2 separate regions of the Mus musculus genome follow, and region 2 is linked to region 1. The links are chromatin contacts, called in public Hi-C maps. All regions are on one chromosome and are shown on one strand. The core of a region is the stretch at or near the end of the contact, and the rest is flanking DNA. Distances in the headings are between cores, read along the strand shown. Region 1 holds the start of Opcml (opioid binding protein/cell adhesion molecule-like). Region 2 overlaps Opcml (opioid binding protein/cell adhesion molecule-like).

The links. A called contact is a pair of places that touch in the nucleus more often than the background predicts.
Region 2: a contact with region 1 is called in a Hi-C map of the N1E-115 cell line, with 3 times the contacts expected there. The contact joins the enhancer-like site here to the promoter of Opcml in region 1. A contact is called at or near these places in 3 of 39 promoter capture datasets (embryonic stem cells, pre-B cells and stem cell-derived epiblast-like cells), 2 of 484 Hi-C or Micro-C datasets (the N1E-115 cell line and embryonic stem cells), 2 of 115 datasets of contacts at active chromatin or transcription factors (embryonic fibroblasts and embryonic stem cells) and 4 of 9 other capture datasets (adipose tissue, embryonic stem cells, liver and 1 more).

Annotation. Positions count from the first base shown.
Region 1 is chr9:27,789,966-27,793,055 of GRCm38.p6, reverse strand. It overlaps Opcml (opioid binding protein/cell adhesion molecule-like), which reads right to left and starts at 1,757. Exons shown (of 8, transcript NM_177906.5): 1 at 1,610-1,757. The coding sequence starts at 1,670. It overlaps Gm39314 (a long non-coding RNA gene), which reads left to right and starts at 1,987. Exons shown (of 3, transcript XR_870601.1): 1 at 1,987-2,070.
Region 2 is chr9:27,828,756-27,831,928 of GRCm38.p6, reverse strand. The region is part of intron 1 of Opcml (opioid binding protein/cell adhesion molecule-like); the gene reads right to left. Among named protein-coding and RNA genes, the nearest start is that of Opcml, 39 kb to the right of the region's middle. Within about 2 kb of position 1,543, at least 9 of the 459 cell types and tissues checked have an H3K27ac peak or open chromatin away from gene starts, as enhancers often do. A contact at or near this core is called in the N1E-115 cell line, where this site is marked.

The DNA of each region.
Region 1 (3,090 bases), core at 508-3,007:
GGGAATTTGGTTTGGAACCCATCTCTTCTCAGAGAAATAGAATTCAAAACTTAATGGGGAGGCATAAAATTTCCAAATGAATTAAAATGTATTTAATAAAGTGGTGCAACATTATACAAGGGATATCTTTTCTTTTTTAAAAAATCATCAGTTTTCTCTTTCATCCCAATAAGTTCCTTTCTTTTTTTCTAATTTTCTTTGTTAGCTTAGAAGAACTTTGGAGAATTAGGTTTAAATGAAAGGGAAGAAAACCTCACCGAGGCATCCTGAATATAAAATGAAGAATTATGTGCTTCACCTATGAACGTGAGGGTTAACAATATTGGCATTCATGTCTGTACATATGTAAGGGAATTTAGGTCTAAGCTAATGTTTAACGGAAAACATGCTATCTCCATTTGCAACATGAGGAGAGAGAGGGAAGAGAGAGAGAGAGAGAGAGAGAGAGAGAGAGAGAGAGAGAGAGAGAGAGAGAGAGAGGAAGAAATGCCCCCTAAAGGGTGAGGTTTAGTGTGGAAGACCCAGAGACCCTTTGATGCTGCCTAAAATGTTGGCAAGCCTTCCAAGCCCCTTCAGCATTGTGTGAAAGATGCCTGCAGGCATGGTCCTCTGCTTGCAGAAGGCTCTGAAGCAATTACCAACCCTATTAAGATGTGCGGGAGTCTGCAAGGAGTCTAGCAGGCTGACTGGGGAGGGTTGCGAAGGTTGCCTTGAAGCATCTTACCTGGGTCACTGCAGACTTGGTCTGCCCAAACAAGTAAGTGCTGTGAGAAAGAGCACTGCATTAACATCTCTGCCCACCATTGGGACTCTAGCAACCCTCCACTGGGATTAGATTTCCCAACATTCGCCCGGCTTGGACCAGATCAAATCTACTAGGGAAAATTTATGTCTCTGCTGTGATGTGATGATTAGGAAGGAGAAAGTGGATTTCAAAGGCACAATCTGCCCATTTGGTGGAAGGATAAAGAAAGGACAAGAGGTGGTGGAAGGATTGTGTTAAGACAAAAAAAAATGCAGTAGAGAAAAATTCGTGAAAGAATGAGAAGGCAAACAAGGAGGTAGGGATCTGCAGTGGGAATCAAGGGAAGGGTTCAGAAGGATGGAAAAGAAGAGAGGAGAGAACGTTGGGAAGAGAGAAAAAAAAACAGGAAGGGGGGAAGAAAAAAGCATAGGAAACAGAGACGCAGAGATTACTACATTCAGAAAAACAGAGACCAGTACTGAGCGGGATGCCAGTTCCTGCTGCAGGTCCCGACAGCAGCGCTCAAGAAGGCTTTTGCGCCCCGGAGTTTAAGCCCCTCTTCTGTCACCCTTGGGACCACAGCTGGTCAATGCCAGTTGTGCCTTTCACAGAACCAGCAGCGCCTTGCAGCACGGTGCGGATCTCGAACCCAGCTCTCCCGAGAAGGGAGCAAATCGCTTGCTGTGGGCATCTGTCTGCCTGAGAGCCAGCTAGCCAGTGAGTGTGTGTGCACACGCGGCAAGCCTATCTTACTCACATGCCTCTTACACTCCCTCTTTTCCTCCTTGCCTCTCCCTCTTCCCCTTCTGCCCTAGCAGCGGCATCATTGCTCAGAGAGAGAAAACACCCTTCTTTGCTGGGTACCTGGGATGAAGAGCAGGGCAGTGGTGGCCGAGAAGACGATCCAGTAGGCGGGATGGTACATCTCGAGGCTGTGGTGCGCGGCGGCCCGGCTAGCTCCTGCTGGTGCTGCTGCTACTGCTGCTGCTACCGAGGCTGCTTCCTCTGTGCTGAATTCTGAGCAGGTTTAAATCCAATGTTTGCAAAGGGAGGGAGAGAGCAGAAGAGAGAGAGAGCGCGCGAGATGGGAGCAGGCAGACAGCGTCTCTGATTTTTTTTCCCCTTGCACATACACACAACTGCTAAGAATCATTAGCACCAATCTTCACTGGGCGCACAGCAGACCACCTCCAAGCCACATATTGGCTCCACTCTCCTGAGCGACACCGGGAGACTTTCCTGTTGGGAAGGCTCCACTCCGAGGGGAGTTGAAGCCTGTCCCTTGCGCACCCCCCTCACCGCGCAGCAGTACTGCTGGGATCTGTGTGAGTATGCCAGTGTGCTTCGCATGGGCACACCCGCTCCTGGGTGGGCAGCAGGAGGGGTCTAATGCCCTTTCCTAAATCTTACCCCAGCAGGTCTCGGGACACAAGGATCAGGAAAGGGCTGCTTCCTGGCAGAAATTGACTAATGCTCATGCCAAGACCTTATCATTCCTTCTTCCTGGTCTCCAGCCCAGGATGCAGCCAGAGCTTTGCTCACAGGCTGCTCAAAGGCATCAAGTCCCCATCCCGCCAGCAAGAGTACTTGAAAGCAGCCTAACTCCCCAGCTGGAAAATGGACATGTTCAGGTTTTTTTTTTTTTTCTCATCAAAGATACAGGGAATCTAATTTGAGCCAGCTCCCCCAAATTAGAGCATTAGGGAATTCTACCAAGACAAAACCCCAAACAATTGCCATGATCCCAGCACACTTAGATAGGGACATCCAGATTAGGTCTTAAGGAAGAAGAGACTTGCAGAAGTCCTCAGAAGAAGGCTCACAGCCATGCCTGTGACTTTGACCTTTCTTTTCTTTTCCTTCCTTCCTTCCTTCCTTCCTTCCTTCCTTCCTTCCTTCCTTCCTTCCTTCCTTCCTTTTCCTTTCTTCTTTCTTCTTTCTTCTTTCTTTCTTTCTTTCTTCTTTTTTCTTTCTTTTTTCTTTTCTCTCTTTCTCTCTCTCTCTTTCTTTCTTTCTTCTTTCTTTCTTTCTTTCTTTCTTTCTTTCTTCAAAAGATTTAAATAAAAAAAAAGTTGCAGGCTGCTCACCTGAAACAGAGGGCCAGCCATCCTTCACCTCCTTCAATGGCCAATGACTGACGGGGGAAGAAAAGAGAAGAGGCTTGAGTGCCTAGGGAATAATAATCTTTCTTTCTTTCTTTCTTTCTTTCTTTCTTTCTTTCTTTCTTTCTTTCTTTCTTTCACCATGATCCAATTTGCATCTGTGTAATCATAGTTTATAGGAACACTACAGAAGGCAGCCAAAACACACTCTATCTGTCCTCCCTGGAATGTGAATTGCACACT
Region 2 (3,173 bases), core at 294-2,793, 39 kb before region 1:
TGAACAGCCCTGAGGCTAGATCTCACAATGCCAGGGCAGGTGACTCCCTCCTTCCAGGCACACACAGGAGCCCAGAATCCTGAGGAACCCATGCTCAGGCCCATGGTGACAATCTAACACAATAACACTCAAATGTAGAGACAAGTATAAGGTAAGGATGAATTAAACACAGCACCATAATGAAGTCCCTCTGCATCCCAGGCATTCATTTTGGCCACACCCTACACACATGAGCAAGTGTAAAATGTTTCTTACAAATGTCAACTGAACTCTGCATAGTGTTTGGTAAAAATATTTCAAAAGGAGCTGAGCAGCAGTGCCACACATCTTTAGTCCCAGCATTCAGGAGGTAGAGGCAAGCAGATCCCTGTGGGTTCATAGGCTAGTCTGGTCTATAGAGCTAGTTCTAGGACAGTAAAGGATACACAGAGAAACCCTGTCTTGAAGAAGCAACAACAAAAACAAAAACACAAAAAGAATATTTCAAAGGAGTTAAATATTTTTAAATATTTCTTCCTCTTGTTTCTCTCCTATTTTTATTTATTTGTTCTGCTTTATCTTCCATAAGCCAGTCTTGCCGTATAAGCCTGGCTCACTTATTTTGCCCAGAGTGGCTTCAAACTCCTGGCAATCCTCCTGCCTCAGCTTCCAGTGTGCTACGGTCATAAGCTCATACCATATTCCCAGGTTTTGTCCTGCTTTGGCAGGTGTGTCAGTTATACATCAATCACAAATCCAATCAACTCATCCTCTTATTCCAGAAGATGAAGTCACAGCAAGGGGAAGGGCAATACCCAAAGTATGTATGATATTACTAACAGTGTTGATGGTCGCTACAAAATGTTCTCTTGATAGATGGGAAATCTTGCCAGCTTCCAGTGAGATGATGAATTTGGGTTGCTTTTGTGGATAAGGAGTGTGCCTCACACCCTTGGTTTTGCATATTGTTGAAGGACCAGGTACTGTCACAAAAGAAAGGTAGGGGTAGGGCTCTTTAAATAGGCAGCTGAGCTATTTCCCCAAAGAGAAGAAACTAAGTGAGAGCCTGCAAACAGTCTTAGAAGGAAGAGGCTATCTGCTTGAAACAGCCACGACCTTTTGCTCAAATCCATTAATCCTCTTTATTAAACCTGGGTCACCTCTGAGTCTTGGCAAATTAACCACCATCTCCCACTGCCAGCGCATCAAGAGGCAGTGCACTGTACACTGCCTGTAATTTTCAGCGACCAGGGCTCTGGGGTCAGGGGGGCTTCCCAGGCTCTATCCTCTGCTTTTGTCAATTTAAAAGGGAACATCAGCTGCACTTGTATAAATTACAGGCCTGGCTGTACCAAGACCCACACAAAGGAGCATCTCTGCGCTGCAAGAAGGGCGTAAGAGGATGCAGGGCCAGCTGCAGGCTGCAGTGCTTGAATGTAGATGATTCTTCACTCCCAACTTCTCTAAAACAGTCGGAAGCTCAAGAGGGTCTGGTGCAAAGTCCAACATGGACGAGGGTCTCAATCACACACACTCTGTTTCACCAGGGAGAGCTGGAGTTCTCCATTGTCACTCCATTTCTGGGAGAGAAGTAGAGATAACACTGGAGCCCATTGTGAAGGGGCCAGAGCTGAAGTTAGTCAAAGGAAGCAGAGAGCCAGGGGTAGTGAAGAGCATCCAGAGTAAGAACTACCCAGGAAAGAGTCACATAGAGGACGTGGGGAAGCCTAGCACAAAATGTACTGGCCTCTCTAGAGCCTGCTTTACTCATCCAGGCCAGGTATAACTAAAACTCTTTTACCTAGAAATATAACACATTCTTCTCCTAGCTCATTACCTAAATCTGCCTAAAACTTAAACAATTCCCAGGATAGGTTAAATAAAGTGTCAGATGTGAGGCATGAACGGGATCATAGGCTCAAGCCATATGAGAATTAAAGTCCTATGGAACCTTTCATCTGTCATTACATTGCACAGTGGCTGCACTGGGAGTATACCCTACAAAATAAACAGGGTAAAGGGGCAACCATGAGGTCACTAGAAATACAGGGATACTTCTGGGGATGAAGGTTTGGATGGCTCTTGGATGGAATGATCTACAACTAGCTAAAGATCAAAAGCAGTTAGGAAAATTGAAGACCCATGGTATTTCTTTGGGGCAAACCTTGAATGTGTGTTGTACTGAGTGCTCTGCTGAGCTCACAAACACATGATGCATGGGCACACTTTGCTGTAGCTCTGTGCTTCGCACTGAGCCACAATCTCTTCCTGGACTGCATAATTAGTTTTAGGCTTGTGTCTGCTCTGCATATAGCTCACTTTCCCCTTGTCATTGTTCCTCAAAGCAGACAGCATAATCAGTATTACATAGCATTGACAATACGGTAGGTATAAAGAGCTACCTGGAGATGCTTGAAAGCACACCAGCGGATGTGCATAGGTTCCATGCGAACGCTCCATTGTATCTGAGTGTCCTAGGAGCATCCTCCGTAGGTACAAAGAGATATACATACAACTCTAAGTAATGGGTAGGAACATTATTGCCATTTCACGTGTGAGCAAACTGAGTTCTATTATTTGTCCAAATCCTCCAACCCCAGGCTGAGAAGTGAAACAGGGCCATGTCTGATTACTGCACAGTCACGAATGGAGAGCAAATGGTCCCTGTCCACGGAGGACAGCAGAAGGCATCAAGCTCCCTGCAGGTGCCAACTCTGTGCAACCTTTATCTGATGGAGAGTGAAGAATGGGGGGTGGGGAGTCTCCAGAAGCACTGATGGTAGAGTGTGGGTGGGAGGGAGATTACTGTGGAAGAAAGCATCCTTCTAGGAAATCTTGCTCAGGCACTGTAAAAGAGAGTGAAAAGCAATTGCTCTCCCTGCCTAGTAGTCTCTTTTACCATCCTAATATAGCAGCTCCAACACAGATTTAATTCCATTCCAAACACATATGTGTATATGGTATATATTTAGAATTTCAGAGAATTTCATATATGAACTCTATTTACATCATTTCCACTCCTCTCCATTCTCCAATGCCTCTAACTTCCACCCCTTCTCATGCTCAGATCCACGATCTCTTCTACAAATACTATTGTTACTTGCACATGAATATAATTCCTGAGTGTGTTTAATGGTGCTTGGGATTGGATAGCTTATCAGAGGACTTGTCCTGGGAAAACACTGAGTCTCCCT